3 separate regions of the Mus musculus genome follow, and regions 2 and 3 are each linked to region 1. A link is a contact called in public HiChIP or PLAC-seq and promoter capture Hi-C data. All regions are on one chromosome and are shown on one strand. Each heading gives the region's core, a stretch centred on a gene start, on an enhancer-like site or on the middle of the called end of the contact. The rest is flanking DNA. Distances are from core to core; before and after follow the strand shown. Region 1 holds the start of Usp19 (ubiquitin specific peptidase 19). Region 2 holds the start of Tmem115 (transmembrane protein 115). Region 3 holds the start of Actl11 (actin-like 11).

Evidence for each region. Promoter capture Hi-C pulls out the DNA fragments that hold promoters and counts their contacts. HiChIP or PLAC-seq counts read pairs in DNA pulled down with a chosen protein or histone mark.
Region 2: an H3K4me3 HiChIP or PLAC-seq map of bone marrow-derived macrophages shows a contact between it and region 1, with 5 times the contacts expected there. The contact joins the promoter of Tmem115 here to the promoter of Usp19 in region 1. A contact is called at or near these places in 1 of 39 promoter capture datasets (liver) and 1 of 115 datasets of contacts at active chromatin or transcription factors (bone marrow-derived macrophages).
Region 3: a contact with region 1 is called in a promoter capture Hi-C map of hematopoietic stem and progenitor cells, with 4 times the contacts expected there. The contact joins the promoter of Actl11 here to the promoter of Usp19 in region 1. A contact is called at or near these places in 10 of 39 promoter capture datasets (3T3-L1-derived adipocytes, the SN4741 cell line, cranial neural crest and 7 more) and 2 of 9 other capture datasets (adipose tissue and macrophages).

What each region holds. Positions count from the first base shown.
Region 1 is chr9:108,488,585-108,492,373 of GRCm38.p6, reverse strand. It overlaps Usp19 (ubiquitin specific peptidase 19), which reads right to left and starts at 1,698. Exons shown (of 27, transcript NM_027804.4): 1 at 1,479-1,698. It overlaps Lamb2 (laminin, beta 2), which reads right to left. Exons shown (of 33, transcript NM_008483.3): 28 at 3,500-3,789; 29 at 3,000-3,207; 30 at 2,780-2,921; 31 at 2,421-2,597; 32 at 2,169-2,328; 33 at 1,844-2,090. The coding sequence ends at 1,954.
Region 2 is chr9:107,531,961-107,535,749 of GRCm38.p6, reverse strand. It overlaps Tmem115 (transmembrane protein 115), which reads right to left and starts at 1,805. Exons shown (of 2, transcript NM_019704.2): 1 at 421-1,805. The coding sequence starts at 1,271.
Region 3 is chr9:107,926,488-107,930,276 of GRCm38.p6, reverse strand. It overlaps Actl11 (actin-like 11), which reads right to left and starts at 1,808. Exons shown (of 1, transcript NM_026338.3): 1 at 1-1,808. The coding sequence starts at 1,797.

The DNA.
Region 1 (3,789 bases), core at 449-2,948:
AGGATTCTCACCAGCTGAGGCAGCCATGCGCACTGTGAGGCTACCCTGTGAGGAAATAAATAATTCAAGCAGTGGCAAGTGCTTCAGGCCACGCCTCCTGGGTATCTACAGAAACCCACAACGCTGGAAGGCTGCACTGAGGAAGTGCTAGGTCAAGGCAGTTGTGGCCTGGGACCAGGATCATCCTCTGGATGAGAGCCATGGCTCCAACCCACAGGTCTGCACTCTGAGCAGCCTGCTCTGCTTCCTTCACTCTCGCCGGCTGCTTAGTCACCGCCAGACAAGTAGAGAGTGAAGGAGTCAGGCAGCAGAGAGGGAGACCAAGGAATAGTCAGAGCAGCAGAAGGGCAGACTCTGAAGCTGAAAACGGCCCCAGGTGCTGCCACTAACCAGAAAGGCTCTGGTACTAAAGCATCTAGTCTGCTTCCTGCCGGCTCCTATTTTTTGCCATAAACCAGCTCCTGAAACTTGATCTTTTGTTTCCACCTAAAGAAGGATCGATCTCTCTCTCCTCAGCCTTAAAGATTAGGAGTGGAGGCGGGTGGTGGTGGCGCACGCCTTTAATCCCAGCACTTGGGAGGCAGAGGCAGGCGGATTTTCTGAGTTCGAGGCCAGCCTGGTCTACAGAGTGAGTTCCAGGACAGCCAGGGCTACACAGAGAAACCCTGTCTCGAAAAAAAAAAAAATGAGGAGTGGACTCCAGTTTTAAGACACGGTGATAGGCTTAACAACGAAACAGACATCACCCCTGTCTCCAGGTTCCTTCCTTCATCATCAGCTCTGAGCCACGGAGGCCTGATCTGTTTCCCACCTGTGTGTGGATTCGGGCTCCCTCCATCCAAAGTGAAGTTCTCAAAACTAGTGAGGGTGGAGATGGAACGTAGACCTAGTACTAGCCCTGGCAGCCTCAAGCCCGGCTTGCGAGACGAAGGAGATTGAACTGTAGCCTGTGTTCCCTTAGGGGAGAGTGGGGTGATAAAAATACCCTTGGACGATAAGAGTGATGAGCGGAATCTTTAGTGACAGTCCGTCCAGGCCTCTGGGCAGAGCACCCGCCGTTTCCTCCTTACACCGAGGCCCGATTCACAGCCGGAATCCCTCCCCCATGCTCTGAAAGCCGTCGAAGCGGCAGAGAAACTATCCGGAGATCCCAGCTGGTTAGAGAAGCTGCGCAGAGTTACTGAACGCAGACCAACGCCCCGGCTAGGATGCTGCCCTCCTCCAGCCTCCGAATCCCAGGCCTGCCACCACCTCCTCCAGGAAGCCACCCTCGCTCGCCGCTAATCCTCTTAAAAACAGAGAGGCCGGCCACAGGGGTAGCATAACGGCTCGGTCGGCATCGGTAGGCCGAGCACGCCGCGAGGCTCGAGATGTCGGGGCTGGCACGGCCCGTGACCTTGAACAGGCCCGCCCCGGGCCAACCTTGCGGCCTTCCCCCGCTGCGGCCAAACCGGCGACTTGAGGCCCACACCACTCACCGAGCGAGACCGCCGCCACCAGCCCTCTTCGGGCCCTGGCAACACGCTCTCGATTCCGGTTCCGGCGTCGGGTCGGTTCCGGTTCCGGCGCGCCCCTCCCCCGTCCCGGCTCCTCCGCCACCGCCGCCTTCGCCGCTGCTTCAGCCGCTTGTTTTGTTTCGACTTCTAGCTACGGCTACGGGAGGCGGGGTGCCGAGCTGATGACGCACTTCCGGCAAGAGTGGGAGCTCTTGGTGAAGGGCAGCTTTGGGGAGGGCGGGAAAGGAAGAGGAGGGGTTCCGGTGCTCGGCCTCTGCTGGTAGCCTACAGCTGATGGCGTGTATAAAGGTCCTCCGCCCCTCCCATCAAAGGCCAGACAACACAGAGGAGGTTCACACAGGTTTATTGAAAGCTCTTGCTAGCCAGGAGCTCTTTAATGTGCGGACGATCGTGTGCAGAACAGTGCTTGGCGACAAGGCTAGGCCCTAGGGAGTGGTCACTGGCAGGTGTTGTAGATCTGGACCTGCAAGTTGATGGCCTGGAGCACACTGCGCATCCTGGCTTCCAGCCCATCCAGCTGGGCCGCTTTGCCCTCCAGTGCACGCTCGTTCTCCTCATATGTGCCCTCCAGCTCTAGAAGGGTCAAGAAATAGTTCAAGTCTTTTCTCACGCAAGCCCACCTTTCTAGCTCCCGCCCACCATGGTCCTCACCCTGTAGCCGCTGCAGCTTATCCTGAGCGGCCTGCAACAGGTCCCGAGCCTCATCCCGCAGTTGTTCTGCCCTGGCTTGTGCAGCCAGAACACCTTCAGCCTTCCGCTCTGCCAACGCCCTCACTGTTTGGTATTGGTCACCTACTTGTTCCCGTAGTTGCTGCAGATGTAAGAGGCAGGGTCGGTATACTAATTCAGTGGAATTCTAACTATAATACCCCTACCCCATCCAGAGGGCTTCGCCCAACCCACTTTCTCAGCCTCCCTGGCACGGCTCTGGGCACTGCCTGCTGTTTCTTCCGCTGTAGATGCTGCCAGGCTATTTCCTGCCCGTTTCAGTTTCAGGGCCTCCAGGAGGGCGTCTAATTGCCGAGCCCGCTCACCGGCAGAGTTCAGAGACTTCTCTGCACCTGCCATCCTCTCCTGGACCTGCCACAGAAAGGCCCAGGTTTAACAAATCCACCTTTAGTACCAGCAACTGAGAAGGAGAAGCAAGTTGATCTCTGTAACTTCCAGGCTGCCCAGGGCTACACAGTAAGACCTCCCTGTCCCAGACAAAGCAAGCCAGATCCTTAGTACATGCCCATCACCTCGTCCTAAGGAAGTCATACCCGCTGCAGGGTCTGCTCTGTGTTTTGTGTGTCAACCACTGCTCCCCAGATGGCACCCTGAGCAGCTCCTTGTGCCCTCTGAGCCTCCTCCAGTGCCGCTTGGACTGTCTCTGCCTTCTGTCTCTCACCCTCGGCCCGGCTCCTGAGGAAGAGGGGAGATCAGGGTCTACAGGTATCAGGACCAGGTTTCAGGAATGGGGACCAGGCTTGGGGGTCAGACCGTGCCCGGTGCGCATCTTGCAGTAGCTGTTCAGCCCGACGCACGTCGCCCATGGTATGGGCCAGGATTGTGTCCACGTCGGCCAGGCTTCGGACGCGTTCTGCAATCTCACTGGCTAGGCGCTGGATCTGCTCGGGTGAGGCCGGGATGGAGATGTCTAGCACCCGAGTCGCTACCATTTCAATACTGTCAGGATCGGCTCCCTCCTCTATGGAGACACAGGCAAGGGCTTAACAGTCTCTCCTGCATGACCTTGGGAACACAATCTTGGTATTCTGGGGTCTCAGACTGCACATGCAATAGGAGTTTGCTAACAGGCATAAGGATGTAACCAAGGAACAGGGACTATATAAGGGACACAGACTTAGGGACATTGACTGGACAGGGACTCAGGGCCAGACATAGGGTTATAAACACATGTCCATTGCAGACACCGAGACTCAAGTACACACAGACACAAGGGAAGCAAGCACATGGCCTGGGCCACATGGGAGGCTCACGGCTGAGGAAGTCTTTCACATTCTGGATAAGTTCTCGAAGCTCCTGATTGGCCTGTTCCACCTGGCCCCTGGAAGCATTAGCCTTGTCCAGGGCTGCCTGTGCTCGCTGCTGTGCCTCTTCTGCCTGCCGACGAGTCTCAGACACCCGGCTGAGGATGCCGCCACCTTCTACCAGTGCCCGCTGCAGCTCTGCCTGCGTGTGCCGAGCCCGGCCCAGCGCTAGATCTGCCGTGGCTGCTGCCCCACTGCAACCGAGGCCACCACAACGGGGCTGCCCATCTTCATCCCGA
Region 2 (3,789 bases), core at 556-3,055, 960 kb after region 1:
AGGCACACAACCTGTCTCCGTTGGTGATTGGGGTAAATTTAGTAATACCCCAATCATCCTACATTAAGAAGGGAAAGACTTAAGGACAAAGACCTCCTTCCCCATTTCCCATCACAGGAGAAAAGAGCCACAGTTTCTGTCTATCACTGGACCAGTGCTTAGAATTTGGAAATTCTGAGGCAAGACCAAAGGTAACTGGGCATTCTGTAGCCAGGTTTAGTGGTCCGAGTTGTGAGGTACACAGAGTCCAGAAACCTACACATTCAGTTCCCTCGAGGCCAAGACCTGAATCCCTTTTCTGAAGCCGCTCCCAACACCTGCCTGTAGCTCTCCAGCCTATATAGAGCAAACATCTCAATGGCTGGTTATGTGGCCACACCAACAGTCTAGCTACCAAGATTTTAGAGAAGTTCCCAGTACCTTCTGCGCTCCGCATCTTGAGGGTCTGTGCCTGGGAGGCTGATAGTGATGGACGACGGCGCTCCCACATCGTAGCGCTTCACTGTCTTCTGGCATATCTTTACTTTCACCAGGAGGCCGTGCACCAAGTTCGCTAGCAGCCCCACCACCGGTTGCAGGATCTCCGGGAAGAAGGTGGCAAAAGCAAAATGGTCAGCCATGTCCCCTCGGCCCCGGCTATGGCGCTGATAGAAGCGAAGATACACCCAACTGGATAGCAGCCCAAAGCCGTAGGAAGCCAGGGCTGGGCTCTGGAGCAGCGTGGCCAACCGGAGGAGTAGCAGCAACGCCAGCAACAGCATGGGAACGACGCTGACGCGGACCTGGGGCACTCGCAGAACCACACAGTCTCCCATAGTTTGCTTGAGGGCTACCAGAACACCACCTAGGAAACCCAGGGCGCCGTGGATACGAATAGTGAACAGGTAAACCAAGTTGAAGGAAGCCATGTAGGTGAGGAGGTAGGCGAGGGCCCCCAGAAGCCCCACTGACACATTCACCACCGAGAAGAAGATGAGCAGCTCCAAGGCTCCCCAGAGGGGCTCCAGTAATCGCCCGGCCACAACCACTGTGGCCAGGCTAATGGCCACGTCCCACACGTGCTGTTCCATGAGCCCGTGGGTGGCCAGGGTCCAGATCCAGAAGTTGGGTGGGAAAAGGTAGCCTGGGGTGACGGCCAGGCAGCCCGTGTCCACAGCGAAGGAAAGCAGGTAGAGAAACAGTACCACGGCGCACAGTGCCTTCACCACCACGCTGGCGCTGGCCAGGATGGCCCCCAGATGTTGGCGGGCACCAGGTAGGGCGCGTTGCATCTTCCTGGCGGACGTTGGCTTAAGGGAATGTGTGGAAGGTGGCCTAGGGGCCTCCCCGGGGCCTCGTCCCAGTTCGGCCCCGACGGGAGGCCCGGGCCCGGCTACTTCACTGGCTTCTGTTCCGTGGGAAGGCTCTGGTTCCGGTTTGATCCGGTTGTAGTTCCAAAGCGAGGAGAAAGTCTTCTTGCCGGGGACCTGTCGTTAGGCCCTGGGTAGCTTGGGCTCGCCTGCCTGCGGGTTCCGTCGGCCCAGCGGCCAGGCTAGCGTTAATCTCAAGGCTAGGCTTCCTCCATCCACTCTGAGACTCTGCGATCTGCGGGGAACTGGTGCCTCGTTCCGGCCCAAGTCAAGCCCGTTTAGCTCCGGCTGGGCTAGGGTTTTGGCTTGACGGTACCTCCTCCCCTCTCCGGGGCCGACAAACAGGGGCGCCGCGCCTGCGCGCCCCCGCCGGCGGCCGCGGCAGTACGCCCTCTGAGCGCTTGCCTTCCGGCTTCTCGGCATGCTGGGATACGGAGTCCTTGGGACCTAGCCGACCGGTTTCTTCATAGAACCACAAGTCCCAGAAGCTGTGCGCCGACCGGTCCCGTAGAGTGTACGGGCTAGGGAGCTTGGGAGTTGTAGTTTTCAGTGCTTACTCCTCCAGTTCTTAGGAGTTATGGAAGTTGAGATCAGTATTCCTGATGCAGTAAAGGGAGGTGTTAAGTGGGCGGGTTCAAGAGGTAGCACCGCCTTGGGCCACACACACTTGCTCAATTCTTTGGAGGAGATTGGCTCTATTTAGGATTTGTACAGGTACAGCAGTGTCTTTGTAAGCAGGTACATAAGAATGTGAACGGTTCTGATGAGTTGTACCAACGTGTGTGAACTAACCAGAAACTGTCGTCTGGCAAGTGAAGCCTAAGATGGGCTTGTTCAGTCATTTGTAGTCACTGTGTTATTGACCAAGTTCCCCGCTGCAATTTCAGGAGCCTTAAAAATGATGATGATGGCAGGCTCTTCCTATCTTAACGATCAAAGAAGGCAACTGTGTAAACGACTTGCCATTGTTGTATTGGGTGTTCGTTCACATTGTCCTTGTTCCAGCGAATTGTACTTGTAATTGTACATGAACTTTCCACCTAAGGGGGAATAAGGGTCAAGGCTGTGCTACTTCAGCGACTCTTTTCCCACTTGATTCCACTGGACAGAGAAATCTCCCTTGAGCTGGAGCGATGGATTAGCGGTTAAGAGCACTGACTGCTCTTCTAGAGGACCTGGGTTCAATTCCCAGCAACCACATGGCAGCTCATAACTGTAACTCCAGTTCCAGGGTTTCTGACACCCTTACACAGACACACATGCAGGCAAAACACCAATGAACATTAAAGAAAAAATATATTTAAGTCTCTCTATAAGTGCCAAGTTGGTCTAGGCTCAACTTTATGCTATAGTGGCTGTCAACAGGGTGTTTGAGATGTATTTAAAAGTTATTTTATAGCCGGGCGTGGTGGCACACACCTTTAATCCCAGCACTCGGGAGGAAGAGGCAGGTGGATTTCTGAGTTCGAGGCCAGCCTGGTCTACAAAGTGAGTTTTAGGACAGCCAGGGCTATACAGAGAAACCCTGTCTCGACCCTCCCCCACCCCCAAAAAAGTTATTTTATTTACATGTATGTGTGTCTTTGTGTGTATATGCCGTTAAGTGTGCAAGCCACCACAGAGGCCACAGCATGTCGGAAGCTGGATTTCTGAGCCACCAGATGTGGGTGCTGGGGTACAGGTTCTCTGTAAGAGCATCAGGCATTATTAACTATGGAGTCATCTCCCCAACCCTGAGATTTTTGTTATATATATATATATATATATATACACACACATATATATATACACACATATATATGCATATTTTTAAATGTGATTAATTATATTACAAGGGACTTTATTATAAAATCCCCTTTTAGCTATTGATCTCAGTACAACTGCCTGTGTGTTCAAAACTACCTTTCACCTTTTATTTTTGTCTGGGGTTAGGGTTCCTACTGTATGCCATATACCAGTGTTTGCTAAGTTTGACTTAGCAAATCAAAATACAGAGTTACTGGGCAGTGGTGGTTCAAGCCTTTAAGGTTGATCTCTGTGAATTGGAGGCCAGCCTGGTCTACAGAGTTAGCTCTAGGACAGCAAAGGCTATACAAAAAACTCCCTAAAACAAAACCCAAACTAAAAACCAAAACCCAAAACAAAATAGAGTCAAATACTTAATCAGATTTGATTTTTGAATAAACAATTTTCAGGAGAGGGACATCCCATGCCATATTACACACACACACACACACACACACCCCAAAACAAAACAAAACAAAACAAAACAAAACAAAACTAAAACAACTCATTTGTTCCTATAGAAGCAAGAATAAATTTATTCAGAGTACAGTAATAGCACAAATTATAATGACACTGTCAGTAATAACCATGGGCCACAGGGACGATAGTAACCAAGTACCAAAAACCTTATTAAAAAATTATCAGAATCTGGGGC
Region 3 (3,789 bases), core at 559-3,058, 560 kb after region 1:
AACAGGATCTGGCTTTATCCACTGCAACTTCCTAGGCTGGACCGTGGGACTGTCCAGCTTCCAGATAGTGTGGTCGGTGCCCATCTTTTCAGCATCAGATTTGGGCCAGCTAGGATCAGGAACTTGGGCTGATATCTTTTCACCATATTGGATGGGTGTCCCCGGTACAACAGGTCTGGCAAGCATTCTGATAGGGCTTTCGGTGCCAGGGGAAGTCCGTGGCTCTAGATTATGTTTGGCCTCCTTGGAAACCAGGGCTACCTCTCGGTAGCTTCCAGCTGAGAGACTGGAGGGTACAGGGCTAGACAGCACGGCTGTGGTAGACCAGAGGCTGGGGTGATCACTGTTAGGGGAGAGAATTGGCCTGGATAATGACCAAGCAGACAGCGTATTATCAGAAACATGATTTGATGGGTGGCTGGGTGTGAGACCTACAAGCACTGCCCGTGAGCCCATGGGATCATGGCACAACAACCCCATCCTTGTATTGCCTGTGGCCATATCAAATACCAGCACATGGTCTTCTACAGCATCCTGGAGCTGGCAGGTTGGGGCGCCAGAAATGGGACTCTGTATGACTCCTCTGGGAGACTGGGGAAGGGAATGCTTGCTGTAGGCTCCTTGTAGGACCGGCAGTGGCACGTTAGAGCAGTTGTTGTTGTTGCAGGCATTGGGGGGCTGCTTGTCTGGATGAGAGCTGCAAACCTTGTGGCTATTCTCCTGTATCTTGAAAGAGTCTAGAGGCTCTGAGGTTGATGTTAAGGTGTCTAGCCTGGAGACTAGACACTTCTTTGCAGGGTACTCAGATTGCTGGATTGGCACCTGCACCTTGGCAACTTCTTGGTCCTGGATTTTGGGTGAAAATTCTGCTGGACTAGATGTTGGAGTGGGAGGAGTCTCCTTAAGGAAAAAATATACTTTGTCCTTTTTGGAAGGATCTGAGAGAACAGACAATTGGTTGCCCCCGTTCCTTAGATCAAGAGGCAGGTCTTTAGCGGCTGCAGTGGTATTAGTCAGGTAGTTGGGACTATAGGTGTAAGGTTTAACTGCGGCAGGTGCTGGTAATCCGTTGACAGCTGCGACAGAAGCTGGCACTGAGGTTGGAAGAGGCAGTGACGGTGAAGAAGTCGCCTTGTTTAGGGTGGGAGACTGAGCCAGACATGGACACTTGTCTTGCCTCTGATCTTGGACTGGAGCCTGAGTCAGAAGAGGTGCTTGACCTTCAACTACACCACTCTCTCCCGAGAGGAAGTAGGGTAGCCATCGACTCTTTCTGGAGCCCTCAGAGGCCATCTGGCCAATGTTACAGGTTCCTTTGCCCCAGCCTACCAGGACTTTAGCTGGAGCCTTGCTCTCCCTCCCAATCTGTAACTGATTCTGGGAGAGGTTGAATCTGTACTGGGCTTTGTCATCTGTGCCGTTGTTGTCTGGGGGCATTGGCAGAGTCTGAGTCCCATCATCCATGAGGAGATGCTCCTGGGTTCCCACAACGGGGTTTGGGTATGGGTTAGAAGAGAATCTCGAGGTGTCCTGGGAGGCCCGTGCATAGTCACACTGGGAGTTGACCTGAGCAGAATTATGGAGTAGTTGAAGCATGGGTTGAGAGGCAGGAGCCTGAGAGGTTGAGTTGATGGCCCCGGTGGAGAGTGACAGCCCTTGCTTCGAGTAGAGGGATTTAGGGTTCATCCATGGTCCCTGGGACACTTTGAAGCCACCCGTTAGCTGCTGGCTGCTAGGCAGTGGATGGCCCTGGGGGCCCGATGGATCAGGGCCCCCCACCTTCTTGGTGTCTTCCATAGTCCTGCTCCATGCCCTAGGTGCCCTGCCCCCACTTCATTGCCATGGTGACCCCACACAATCACTGCCCCCAGTGACCTGGAGAGTGACAACATATGAGATAACAGGGGCCCCACCCCCTGAAGACAGGAGGCTTCCCTGAGGACTTTAGGAGGTGGGGACTTTAGGACTTCTGTAGGCCAGCTTTGTCCCTTCTTTATGAACCAGTGACCACTCTACCCCAGACCAGCCCCTCAGTGAGGGCAGTGTCTCAGAGAGGGCCAAGGTAAGGTCAAGGGAGAAGAATAGTAGAATAGTCAGGGGAGACGGAGGGTTTCTCTGACACTGGGCCCTTTGCTAGAGCAAAGCCTCTTACTACTTAAGTCTAAGAGACAGAAGAGGGTGAGGGACCCAGACTCAGCCTCCGGCTCCCCTCTCCTGTGTTCCCTGCTTCCGCTCCCGCTCCAGGGACAGCAGCTCCTTGGCAGTCTCTGCTGCTCCAGATGGTTTTCCTCTGCTTGTGCCTCATAGAGCCCCCTCCCCAGAGCCACATGTCCCTGAAGCCCAGGGCCAGTATCTTGGAGGAGTGGGTATGGGGGTGGTGGAGGTGGAGCCTCTCCTCAGAATCTTCAAGTTGTAATGTTCTAGCTCTTGTCACATTGTGTCAGTTTCATCCTGGCCAGAAGGAGAGCATAGCGGTAGGCACAGGGCTAGGATGCAGTAGCCGTAGTGTTAACTAAGTGGCAATTACAAATTACAAGATGGAATGGTGGGGATCTGGTAGGAAGAGGGCCAGCTTCACAATGAGAACATGGCAAATAGGAGACTGAACACACAGTGTGTATGTTCAGAACAGTACTGTATATATAGCAAAGACAAGCTAGACAAAGCCTTGATATGAGTAGACATGTTAAAAAAAATAAAGGAAGCTTTTAGGCTTGATCAGTAACCCTCCTTCTCACCCCCCCCCCTGCCCCGCCCCAGCACACTTTCTTTAATGGGGAAACAGGAATAGGGAGGAATCATCCCTTAGACCCAGGGCCACCCTGAGGGTCCACACAGCTCTGCAGCCAGAGAACAGGTCATTCACACCCGACTACTGGACATTCTGCCTCGGGCCATCAAACCCTCCTTCCTCCTCCAGCTCTGAGCTAGCCGGCTGCTAACTCTATCTTCCAGGGCTCTGATCCCCTCAGGGCTCAGTCTTTCCACCCAGGAAAGAGGTTTGTGGAGAACGCAGCTGTAGGCTTGCCCTCCTCCGAAGCAACATGTTTTCACAGAGGTTAAAAATAGTGTTTACAGTTGGCTGTGGGGTGCTAGGCTGTGTGACCGACCAGGGACTAAGGCTGCACTGCGCTGCATCTGCACCTTTTTGATTGGCTGATGAGCAGAGCCTGACTCAGCCGCATTCCAGGCCCCTTGTGCCACCCTCCCTCTTCAGTTAAGATAGGGAATAGGTTGCTTGGATGCCAAGGAACCAAACTGCTTATCACTGTGCTATGGCCGGGGAAGGTGGAAGAGACTATGGGTCTGCAGGCTCTCTCAAACACACTCATCCTTGCAGAAGATTATTCATCTCTGGTCTGAGCAAGCTCCTTGGTTTTTCATGATGAAGAAACCGGCAGCAGCCGCTAATATCTATGTAATCTCAAAGTTGAACTGTACCTGGGAAGAACGGGGGTGGGGTGGGGTGGGGTGGGGGTGGGGTGGGAGGGAATGAAGTGGGATGTCCTAAGAGACATCCCGCCCCAACCCCGACCCCAACCCCGACCAGCCCCCTGCTCAATTTGGTTGACTGAGCTCATTTTCTACCTCATTTTCTGAATGAGGCATCTCCCCCCACCCACCCCCGCCCCCGACTTTCCAGGACTGCGATCCTTTGTGCACAACTGTCCCAACGTCTCCTAAAGGAAGAGAGAGCAGAGCCAGCTAAAGGGTCTGGCCCAAGAAAGCAAGCCCTTCTCACTTATGAAGCAAACATACTTTAGAACTATAATAACAGTGATTAGCTGG